Linked DNA regions of Drosophila melanogaster: regions 2 and 3 are each linked to region 1. A link is a contact called in public Hi-C and HiChIP or PLAC-seq data. All regions are on one chromosome and are shown on one strand. The core of a region is the stretch at or near the end of the contact, and the rest is flanking DNA. Distances in the headings are between cores, read along the strand shown. Region 1 holds the start of Rm62 (Rm62,). Region 2 holds the start of cas (castor). Region 3 holds the start of Pak (p21-activated kinase).

What was found. Hi-C and Micro-C count contacts between places; a contact is called where the count stands out from the background. HiChIP or PLAC-seq counts read pairs in DNA pulled down with a chosen protein or histone mark.
Region 2: a contact with region 1 is called in an H3K27ac HiChIP or PLAC-seq map of the Kc167 cell line, with 4 times the contacts expected there. The contact joins the promoter of cas here to the promoter of Rm62 in region 1. A contact is called at or near these places in 4 of 107 Hi-C or Micro-C datasets (the D17-c3 cell line, the S2 cell line, embryo and 1 more) and 1 of 6 datasets of contacts at active chromatin or transcription factors (the Kc167 cell line).
Region 3: a contact with region 1 is called in a Hi-C map of the Kc167 cell line, with 4 times the contacts expected there. The contact joins the promoter of Pak here to the promoter of Rm62 in region 1. A contact is called at or near these places in 7 of 107 Hi-C or Micro-C datasets (the D17-c3 cell line, the Kc167 cell line, the ML-DmBG3-c2 cell line and 4 more).

What each region holds. Positions count from the first base shown.
Region 1 is chr3R:6,007,235-6,011,027 of dm6, reverse strand. Rm62 (Rm62,) reads left to right here and starts at 2,449. Exons shown (of 7, transcript NM_001260010.1): 1 at 2,449-2,477; 2 at 2,722-2,991. The coding sequence starts at 2,990. It overlaps CG10280, which reads left to right. Exons shown (of 2, transcript NM_141350.1): 2 at 1-455. The coding sequence ends at 455.
Region 2 is chr3R:5,714,247-5,718,198 of dm6, reverse strand. It overlaps cas (castor), which reads left to right and starts at 1,394. Exons shown (of 4, transcript NM_079938.4): 1 at 1,394-2,438; 2 at 2,978-3,671; 3 at 3,742-3,952. The coding sequence starts at 1,587.
Region 3 is chr3R:6,348,221-6,352,507 of dm6, reverse strand. It overlaps Pak (p21-activated kinase), which reads right to left and starts at 1,612. Exons shown (of 8, transcript NM_001275384.1): 1 at 1,157-1,612. It overlaps Hr83 (Hormone receptor 83), which reads right to left and starts at 3,265. Exons shown (of 2, transcript NM_141390.1): 1 at 2,641-3,265; 2 at 1,996-2,207. The coding sequence starts at 3,265. The coding sequence ends at 1,996.

The sequences.
Region 1 (3,793 bases), core at 1,200-3,699:
TGGGCCGAAGAGGAGGTGAGCAGGTGGTGTCCCTCCAGAGACCCGACGAGAATAGTGCCCACTGCTTCAGCAGCGAGGGCAGAATAATGCACGAGCTGATGCACGCCATCGGCATATACCACGAACAGTCACGAGCAGATCGGGACAACTTTGTCAAGATCCACTGGGACAACATTGTGCCGCGGTTTAGGAAAAACTTCAAGCTGGTGTCGAAGAAGAAGGGGAAGTACGCCTTCGACTACGACTACAACTCCGTGATGCACTACGGCGAGTTTTACTTCAGCAAGCGGAAGGGTGAGAAGCCCACCATGACCCCTCTACAACCTGGAGTTAGGATCGGGCAGCGAAAGACCATCAGCAAGATCGACTGCCTCAAGATCAACGAGCTGTACGGCTGCTTGCAGGGCCGCAGGGCCAAGATGTACCGCAGTTTCTGCCACCTTCTCGGGTTGTAAGTGGACGTGGACCTAGACTGGGATATTTGTTATGAATCACATTGATTTGATATTTAATAAACTTTAATAAAATAATGCGTAGACCCTTATACATATTCATTCTTGGCTGACCCACCCACCAAACTAACTAAACATATCCATTACTTGCAGGTCCGGGTATACTAGGTTCAATTATGAAAATTTAAGAGATAGATAGAAATGTGTGGGCATGCATACGAATTTTCTTGATCACTAAAAGGTTTGATCTTGCCACATGCGCAAGTGTCATAGAAATATTTTGCTTAACTTAGCAGAGATAGACGTGGTTTAAAGTATTGCCATCTCATATGCACCTGTATAACACTGCTAGATAAAGCAGTGCCTTTACTGCTTGCTAATGCGGTCACTTGGTGATCACACTTATATATTTCCATACCCCAAAGGAGGATAAAATTATAACATACCTGAGAACACCCGGGATCTTTAGTCATCTTTGCAACATGCTTCGTATAAAAACGAAATTGAATATAATCTGTTTTTATTGTTAACTTCACTAAAATAGTTCGTAATGCAATTAGATATATTTATTTATAAAATTATTAATAAGAAACGTATTACTTACCGGTTTTTCATATTTCACTTTAAGAAATTGAGCAAAATCCACTTGACACGTTCTACAATCAAATGCAAATTCAGTGTTCGAAACTTTGCTAGAAGAAGGCTGTAACATTTATTCTTGTATTTTTGAACACTCCCAAGGAAAAGTGCGGCAGGGAATTTTAGTACTGAAGAAGGACATATGAACTGGATGTTTGGGTGGCTACGTGTTATCTGCTATTTTTGTCTTTATCAATTGATTTGTTAAAAATGTCACACAGCAACTCCACCTTTTGGAGAGGGTTCTCTCCGAATTTTAAAACCGATTGACCATGGCCTTTACAGTACAATTACGATATACGATAGTTCGTGGTAAGATATTTAAATAAAGTACAGTGAGGTAGTTGGTAAATTTGTAAGAGCTTACAGATACTCATTTTCATTAAAGTGCCGTAAATTTCAATTTTTGGCATTTTGAAAAATAAGTGCATTCTTTACTGGTGTTAATATATGTGGCTACTTAATCCTCCATAGATGCCATTTTATTTTCCAGCATAATATCTATATTTAGCTATTTCCAATCATAACTATGATTCTTTCAATTTAATTCGCTAAAACTCGAGTGAAATTTTCGATTTCTTTCAGACTCATTTTTTAGATGTAAGCAATAAAATTATGTGTAAATTATAAGATTTCTTTAATAAGTATTACTTTTTATAGACTTGAAATGGTCAACAAGCAAGTTCTATGAAATTTTGAAATTAATGATGAAAATTCTGTGTGTTGTACAATATTATATTTTCTTATAAATAATAGGATATATTTTTCCTTTCAGAATATTGAGCCAACCTTATTTTAATTCTTTAAAATATTAGTAAAAATGATGCGAGATTTGCGCTTTTGGTAGATTTCAAAAAATTTGTATTAATTGAAAATGTTAAATAAACCACAAATGGGGTGAGTCTTTGCTAAATGCTCAACACAGAAAGTTGTTTTATGCTTATATTTGTTAAGGTATATTTACTAATCTCCGCACAGACTACGTTTTGGTAGGCTAGGAAATTTAAGACATTTCCGAATATTAGGAGTACGGACCGACGACGAGATACATTTAAAGTTCGTTTCAGCAGAATCTTAAATATTAAAAACTTAGCGGGCAAGTAAATACACCGCGTTCAGCTGATTATCGATAGCTAGGAAATTTAAGACATTTCCGAATATTAGGAGTACGGACCGACGACGAGATATATTTAAAGTTCGTTTCAGCAGAATCTTAAATATTAAAAACTTAGCGGGCAAGTAAATACACCGCGTTCAGCTGATTATCGATAGCAACCAGGTGGTCACTCTAATAGACGTTTTCATGCGAGCCCGCTGCGGTCACACCAACTTCTCGACCGATTTTTCCCCTCCATCTAGGGTCACTCTAATTTTGGACGAGGTTAGGTAAGACACGCGCGGATGCCGCGCTGCGTAGGATAAATCCGTCATTAGCATAACCGCATTGAAGCTAAGTCTTCGGGAAAATGCTTAAGCTTGTGCAATACATAGCCCCCCGGGTGGGCGGCGCCACGCCCCGACCGACTGCCTGCGGCTGGGGCAACTTGCTATTGATTTCCCCGAGAAGTGGCGCGAGCTCCGAGAAATGTATAACGCAACGTCGCCATTTTCTTTTCTCCTCCGCCAGCAGCAGCGGCACTTTCGCTTCTTCTTCTTCGCTCTGCACCGAACAACGACAACAGTTCCACGGGAGTCGCAGGAATCGTGAGACAATACTGTTCCCAAGCACATATAGTAGTCTCCAAGCTCAGTCGCAGCGTGCGTTTCGAGACAGCTCGAAACCAGATTCAGACGACTACGTAGATTCCATCCCGAAAGCAGAGCAGCGGACGAGGACGAGGAAATCGCTTTTCAACGATCCCGACGAAAGAACTGAGGAAATCAAAATTGAAGGAGTAATGTGAGTACGCCGCAAGATTTCATATGAAATGCGTTGGTTTTTTCCACTCACTGTCGCCATTTTATCACCCTTCGTGCCATTCCTCTTTTTTTTTTTTTTTTTCTGTACACCTACGAAGCGAGGTGATGAGTAATTAGTGTGAGCGAAAGAGAGAGTTTGGGGAGAGAGAGAAAAACACATGGTTTGCTAAATTTTGTCAGTCGGAGGTGAGGTTTTCAGCCATTTGTTGTTTTTTTCTTTGTGTTTGCCCCCGCACATCCGCAAAGGAGTAGCAAAAGCAACAAGAACGACAGCGCACGTCATAAAAAGAATTTGCCTGATTTGTGAAACGTGTTCTTGCTTCGTTTGCTATTTTATAGCGTTTTAATTTGTCTGTATGCCCCGAACATGAACACGCGCACTCACACAGCGGCACATACGGACTTGCTTGTATGCGTGAATGCCTGTTGACGGCGGCATTTTCTCGTGCTCGTAGAACAGTTCGAACAGTGTGTGCGAGCGTATAACAGTCGGCGGCTGTCACTGACTAGCGCCGTCCTGCTCACTCGCCAGCATGCCTTTCCATCACATTCTTTCCATGGCTCACACGAGGTTTTGTAGAGATATCGCGATGTTTTTGGTATTGGCAATTTTATAATTTGATGTAACCATCCCGACATAGATTTATACTTACTATGCTTAATTTGGGAAGTGAATGGGGTTAATGGTTTGCTTCGTTTGGTTATCTAATGCGTACATTGAAATATATAATTTCAGTATAATTCTGTATACTGAGGACAATTTTAGGGAAAAGTAGGGTTAT
Region 2 (3,952 bases), core at 145-2,644, 290 kb after region 1:
AGCGCGCGTGCGCAGTCGATCGGCGCACCCGAATCCGTAATGCGGAGCAAACCCTCCTCCCCGATGTAGTGCAGGTCCATTTGCATAACACTGGCTGGAGGAGCTGGTGATCCGGATGTCGAACTTCCTACCCGATCGCCCGCTCCGCCTCGGGACGATGTGCCAAAATTATGCAAATGTTTTACACCAATAATTTATGCAAATTACGATCCGCAAAGGATTTGGTGATCCTGCGCAGCGGATGTTACACGTAGATGTCGCCAGCTTCAAATCGAAAATGTTTTTTAGGGGTTTGCTCAAGTTCAGAATTTCTGCAAACGTTTTTTTATATGGTAATTTTTTTTTGCAATGGGTCTTAGGAAATATTTGGCATTTTTAATTGTGTTTTTTTGCACGATTGTAATGCAGATTTTTTGCTCGATTGTAATTTTAATTTGCAAATTTGGGTTTTTATTTTTTGCATTTGAATGGATTTCGATTCGATTATTTCAAAAAGGACAGGCAGCTGCTCCAGCTTGATATCCTTTTTGCAACGCGCCAATTTCTTAAAAATCATTTCGATTCCCAGTTTTGCCGAAATTTTTGTGCACACAATTTGCATAGAGATGTGAAGGAAAAGGGAACAAAGATGCGATTCTATACTTTAAACGTTCTAAGATTTGATTATATTTATGGTAATAGGCGAATAAGATTGCCGATGCCAATATTTAGTGTGAGAAAGTATTTTTGAAAATCTTTTTTGAAATCGCTTATGAAAAAAATACTGTAGACGTCGAAATATTTAAAATATTCATCTTAGAATATGTATTTTTTGATAGAATAGAAAATATATAGAGATAATAACAAAAAATTTAAAATAATTAACTATACAGTTTCTTGTGCCCAGATAACTTATTTACCCACTTTCTGCACGTAACTTTGCCGTAATTTGCCGTAATATCTTTGCAAATTGCCTGCGATTTTGGATAAAATTCCTCTGCTGATCTGTGCTCTTCTTTCATTTGCTGTCCCTTTCTAACGCACGTTGGCCATGCGGGATTCCTTCACAAATACACGCTCCTCTTTCGCATTTTTTTTTACCGAAAAACCTCTCTTTTCTAGATAAATTTACATTACCGCTGGCGTTTTATTGGTCGAGAAAAGCGAGCAAAAAAACGGAAACCAGCCGAAAACAAGCTGGGTTTTCCCAGAGCATTTTCCTGCGAAGGGTCGGTTAAAAAACTAGGGGATGAAGGTCGAACCACCACCACCAACGGACTTCTCATTTTATTCGTTTTTTAAGAGAGCGAGAGCGGCGAGATCGGTTTTTTAAGAGAACCGGTGGCGAGAGGGTTGCACTTGGGCATGGATTTGCGCAATTTTTGCTATATTAGCCGGAGGCCGCGGAAGAGTTGAAGCAGTTTGAGCCTCGCAGCCGAACTTTGAGGATCGCTGAGACGAGACGCCGTGCAAGAAAGTCGATCCAAAATCCGAAATTCGAAATCCGTGCTGTGATCTGTGCTGAATATAGTGAAGAAATCTTAAAGAATTTTCAAAAAGAAATCCCAGTGCTGTGCTGAATATATCCGCGAAAGTGTGCCACAAAAATGTCCAACCAAATGGAGTTTATTATGCAACTCTACATGATGAACTTGATGAAGCAGCAGCAGCAAATGCAGCTCCAGCTTCCGCAGCAGCAACAGCAGCAGCAGCTGGCTGGATACACTTACACACAGAACGAGGATATCTCTAGCAGCACATCCGTGCAGCAGCAACAGCAGCAGCAGCAGGAGCAACTGCAGCAGCCACAGCCAGATCTCCGCAAGACAAGAACGCACAAGCGCATTAGCTCGCAAAACACCAACTGTAGTAGTAGCCGTAGTTGTAGTCCCAATAGTAATTTGATTGCTTTTCAACCACAACAATACCCAGGCGCTACAGCGGCAACTCCTTCCACTCCCAACAGCCACCCCAGCAACCTGGTCAACCAGATGCTGCTCCAAAGCCTGCCGCCGCTGACGCAGCTCATGTTGCAGCAGCAGCAGCAGCAACATTTGCTGACCACCTCCAACCTTCTACTAACACCCACCCACACCCCCAGTTCGCTGGGCAAGCAGGATCCACTGCAGCATCCGTTGTTGCTGGGCCAGTTTGCCGGCTCCGAACAGATGGCCACAAATAACTTCCTTCAATCATCCACAGTGACCTCCACGCCCATCGAGAGAGAGAAGGCAGCCACACCAGCACCCTCCGCCGGAGCAACTGCCGGCAACCTTTCGGCGGCCCAGGTCAAGTTTGAGCAGGAGTCCGCCGACGACGATGAGGACGATGATAAGCCGCTGTCCAGCCTCACCAGCTGCAGCTCCTCGGGCCACACCAACGCCAGCTCCGAGAAGCTGCTGTTGTCGGGCGTCCATCCGCTGGAGTCAACCACCGACAGCCTAGACTCACCCAGCATGGTAAGTGATCCGGGGATCTAGAAGGATCTTAACAGTTTCTTTTATCTCGTTTTATCACCATCAATTTTAAAGATACTGTCACTTGCAGTGGCAACTACGTAGTCAAAAAGCTATATATTGCGCATTTTTGTATTAGTACATTTGATTTAAATTCTAAATTCATCCCAACAGCTTGGTTCGCCATACTTCACAAACCTTTTCCAGTTGCAAAATAGACCATTTTCCAATTTCCAATTCAGAAAGCACTATATTTGTTCCCTATTTTGCTTTGTTTTTTTTTTTTTTTGGCTATGTCCCACGCTCTGTTGCTGTAATTTGAGAAAAAACGATTCGTGATTTTTGAGATTTAAGTGTGAGAGTAGCCAGAAAGCTCGCGATTCCGGGGAAAAGAAACAGCTGTGTCGGCAACGCGTGGGTTCTCTTGGTGGCTCGATCGCTGCCCAGCTGGGCACCAGGCAGTCTGAGCTGGGGATCTCACAGATGCATCCGTGTGTTGGTATTGACTCTAAAGTTCTTCCACCCTCTTTTTCCCACTGCAGTATACGCCCGTCAAGCAGCCGGCGGACTCATCGTACGGACTCATCACACCCGTCGACAGTGATCTGACCCCCAACACACCCCTCCAACCGACCCAAACAATATCCCTGCTGACGCCGCCGTCGAGTGAGCAGAGCAAGAGCCTGGTGAGCCTCTCGGCGGCCAGCGGCCTGGATGCTCTGCTCCAGAACGAGGAGGTACTGAAGAACCTGCGGAAAGTGTCCTCCTACCTGGAGTGCGAGAACAGCCTGTGCAGGCAGGAGAACCTGCGGGAGCACTTCCATTGCCACGAGGAGCCCTGCCAGGGCAAGATCCTGAGCAAGAAGGACGACATCATCCGGCACCTGAAGTGGCACAAGAAGCGCAAGGAAAGCCTCAAGCTGGGCTTTGCCCGCTTCTCCTCCTCGGACGACTGTGCACCAGCCTACGGAGAGGGTTGCGCCTACAACTGGAAACAGACCCACTACCACTGCGTCTACGAGCACTGTCCCAAGGTGTATGTGAGCACCAGTGACGTCCAGATGCATGCCAATTTCCACCGCAAGGACTCCGAGATCGTGAACGAGGGCTTCCGGCGCTTCCGGGCGCACGAGACCTGCCGCATCGAGGATTGCCCCTTTTTCGGCAAGAAGATCTCCCACTACCACTGCTGTCGCGAGGGATGCACCCACACCTTCAAGAACAAGGCCGATATGGGTAAGTCTACTTGGAAAGCTTATTAGCTGAACTTAGTTAATATATCATATATGTATTTCTCCTTGCTTAGACAAGCACAAAACTTACCATCTGAAGGACCACCAGCTGAAGATGGACGGCTTCAAGAAGATCCTGAAGACCGAGGTATGTCCCTTCGACGCCTGCAAGTTCTCCACCGTCTGCAACCACATCCACTGCGTCCGCGAGGGCTGCGACTACATCCTGCACTCCAGCAGCCAGATGATCAGCCACAAGAGAAAGCACGATCGTCAGGACGGAGA
Region 3 (4,287 bases), core at 363-2,862, 340 kb before region 1:
AGGAAACTCGACAACACTTGCGGCATTTAAATTAGCGACAGGGGTTGTCAAACGCAGGGGAGCGGAAGGGAGGAGGGTAGGACATTCAAAGTGACGCAGGCCTAGGTGCATGTTGCAACAACAGCGACGCAAACGTGGCGCTCGCTCCAAGAGCTGAAAGAAGCCACAAACATATGCATACTTCTTCGCCACGTTTACGCGGAGCCAAAGTTTGTGATCAAGCTTCTTGATTACTTTGACGACTGCTTTATGTTAACTTTCTATTAAAACTAAACTTAAGAATTTATTCATGGAATTCATTTTACGCAATTTTTCCGAGGATTGCTGTATAAATATGAAGCCAAAACATGACGAAGATCACCTTCTGCTGTCCGAAGACTTTAAGTAAGTTATCTTAGTATCAATATACAAAATGTAAGCATTAAAAATGATACGATGATTATGGTCGGTGCATATTTAGCGAGTTGCCACGCATAACTGCTGGCGACGGAGACTCTCAGCCGCTCCGACGTTGTCTATTTTGGTTGCGGACGCCAGCCGAAAGCAGCAGGCGGAAATGTTATGCCTTTTATATTCCTCTTTTCAGTTCCCTACCGCGACCGCTTCCGCGCGTCCCTGTCCCTTCCGCTTTTACCTGTGACCGTGCTAAGCAAATATGTTTTTCGTTGAACGAAGGAAGGGGGTGGTGCACTGGCGCACTGGACATGTGCCGTTAGAGCGGTAACTGTTAAATGCCAAATCGACTGCGAAATGTTGTTAGTTATTAGAGCTTTATGTAAATGTCTTGTATCGTGTCACGTGTGTTAATAGCGGGGGAAGGGGCATTGGGGCATTCCAGCTTGTTGACATTTGGTTGCTTTATTTTTGGGCTGGAAATTCGGGAGCAGCAATGTGCTAATCCAAAATAATGTGGCGTGGAAACCACTTGAAACGTTTTCCTTTAATCCACATACACGCACACACACACACGTGAGTTGGAAAAATCAATGTGTGCAACCTCTCCTTAGGCGGTGTGTGTGTGCTTGTCTGTGCATTGGAAGCCAGACCAATTGGACTAACGGTGCACTCTCTTTTTATGAATGAAACTCCCTCGCCCCGCTCTCCACAAGACCATTCTACCCGCTCCACTCGGCCACCACTCTCCACTTGAACTCACTGCAAGTACAATATGCCTTGGCTGCCTTTCTTTTGCACGGTGCACCCTGTACGCCGCTTGCAGTCGAAGAAGAAACGCTTGCGATTCACGGATTCGCGTGGACACCACTTCTCCACTGGCTTCTTGGAGTTTTCCGAGCCCACAACACTTGGCCGCACTCGCACACACTCCAAACCGCACACACACTGTATTGTTTTCCAGTTTTCTCTGGTGTGTGTCATAAATGGCCGACGGACGAGAGGCACCAGCAGCAGTTAAAGCGCAGCAATCTTATGGCGCTCCGCAAACTTTCTCGCTTTCTAGCTTCTTTAGCAACGCGCGCGCATTTTCGGTCCTTGCATCACCCACTAATTGGTTTACATTATTCAGGGGTTTGTTAACTACGAAAAATAATTACAGAAAGACGACAAGACGGCCGCAGCAGACAATGTAGCGATGGCAAAAATATATCAATATATCGATAGCGAACAGAAACGAATATATTCGCTCCGTGACTTTTCACAACATATCGATGAGTTTTTTGTATTGTGATTGGCGACCTTTGAAAAAGTGTTTTTCAAAAAATACCACATCAAATTTTGAGTTCATAATAATCTCTTTGTTCCAAATATTTTTATTTCCAACAAATTGCATAGTGCCAATAAAGTTTGGGGCGTGTCTAAATGCCTCCATGAACGATTGTTGACAGAAATGAATGCATTTTTAGATATGGGTTGAAACTTCAGATAGCGAAGTTACTTTAGATGTTTGAACTGGCGAACAGAAAAACAGCCATTATCTAGTACCCTCTTTAAGACTAGGTTTTTCTTTAATTTTGAAAGATGAAGATAGATATGAGCCTAAAGTGTTTTTAAGATGTCCCTGACCACGCTGCGAAACATACAAGAAAGCGCGCAGTCGAAGCGCCTCAGGCACAGCTGCCTCAGACCAAGGAGCAGTTGTCCGAACCGCAGGTAGTTGGATTGCTGCAGGGTGTAGCGGGCTAAGGAGATCAGGGCGGCTTTAGAGTGGCTTCCCAGGATAACGGCATACTCCGCATTGATGGCCAATTCTGTAAAAACATGCAATCGATATAAGCAATTAAAAGTATTAAAATGGGATATACTAATGGTGGTTTGACTTCCTATTAAACTCTTAATTAAATTAAAACGATGTAAAAGGTCTTAAATCTGTCTCTAATCTTGAATCTAATCAAATTTTATGGTTGGTTCAAACAAACCAACTGCACATGCTGGAAAATTTTCTTTTGAATTTATTAAGCCCAAAACGGAAACGTTTTTTCTGGGGTTAAGAAAACTGCTTGGGTGTACTCTTTCATGCAGAATCAAATAGCAAAATCTATACATAGCGTACATAGGATTTAAATTTTCGTCTAAGAAATCACGTCAATATGTGTAAAAACATTGAAAATTGGTTAGATGGCTTCAAACCGCTTTTATTTTTAAATCCTAACAAGCCTTTTTACCGCACAGGCGGAGCTTTACCTTTTCTGCACAGGATTAGGGACTCCATAAAGTTGAGTTCCAGGACGTCGGCCCTTAGCTGGTGGGCCTCGCAAATGAGCCGTTTGAGCTGCTCATCGCCGCAGCCGTCGATCATGGCGCTGATGTCCAGAGACCAGTGGGACGCTCGCAGGACGAAGATCTCGCTCCACACCACCTGAAAGATGGCGTCTTGTTGGCAGCGATCCAACAGAGCGAACTGCTCGTTGGCCTTCGCCTGGCGCAGGCACGTGACAAGGATCTGGGCGAGGATCTGGAAGTGCAGCGCCTGGGAGTGGGGCGTCGGGGATGGCGCCGCCTGAGATGGCGGAGCTTGTCTCCGGCCAGTGCGGTAGAGAGCCACCTGCTGGTTGCGCGGACCGCGCTCCTCCTGAACCGCAGCAGCGTTCATTCCCACGGCCAGGCATCGCTGGAAGCGGCAGGAGGGACACCAGTTCCGCCGCGCCTTGTCCACCACACAGTTCCCGACCAGAGCGATGCAGGCGTAGCTGCTCCCGCGCCGCACGCTCCGCTTGAAAAAGCAGGAGCACCCATCGCAGCAGGACACGCCGTAGTGCTTCCCGGAGCTCTGATCGCCGCACACTGCGCAGGCACTGAAGTTCGACATGGTCACCGGTTGGCACTGCTTGCCAATGAGCCAAAGAGTCGCCGCGGACTGAATCAGCTCATCCCGGATATTGGCGGTTTTATATGCCACCTGGATGTGCTACACCCGCAAATGATATGCAAACCAGTTACACAGAGCAAAAATATGTTTCCTAACTAGAGATGGAAATTGTATTTCAATGGGATCCAAAGAACAAATTCCTAAAAGCGAAATATCACTAAAATATATTTTATTCAAACTTAGGACTTTCAAAACTAGAATGCAAGCACCAGAAACCTTTTAAAATAATTAAGATATTTGTGTAAGAAATATATATAGTTTGATAAAAATTAAACAGTATCGGTATACGATAAGTTTTTGTTATATATCAATCTCGTATTTAAATATTTAGTCGTAGTCAAGTTAAGATATAAATCCAAAAAAATTTGATATAGATTTCTCCCAGTGTAGTAGGGCCTTGTGCCAAAGCGTGATTTGAGGATTTTTATTTGCCCGAGACGCCCCTGGCAGGGGGCGTGGCGCGTCAAAAGTGACAATCATCTACTACTATTGCGGACCGTGTTAACAATTTGTAAACAATTATTGTTTTGCTCTGTGATTGGACGTGCGCTCGCCACTCGAGGTGTCCGCGTTGAGGTCCTTTTGTCCTGACATTTCGGGCAAACAGCGAAGACGTTCTTTGGGGGTTGGGCTTAGAGAAGTTCTTATTCCGGAAATTCTCGAACTGTTTAATTAGACGTTTGTTTTAAGTCGCAACTTTTACCTAATTCTAGGTTAATAGGCGAATCACATCTTAAACAGAGGGATATATTAAATAATGAGTTCAGTCATAGAACGGCTTAGATCTCTTCGTCGGTGATATACACTGATAAACAATTGGGAGCGGGTGGAAGATTGCATTAGTCAATCGAATGATCTCAAACTTGCCTTAGCCAACCATTTCAGGCCTGGAAAGTACTGTAATGCAAGTACTTGTATTAGTCAGTGTCAGTGACTAATTCCTTCCATACTCCTTTCAATAG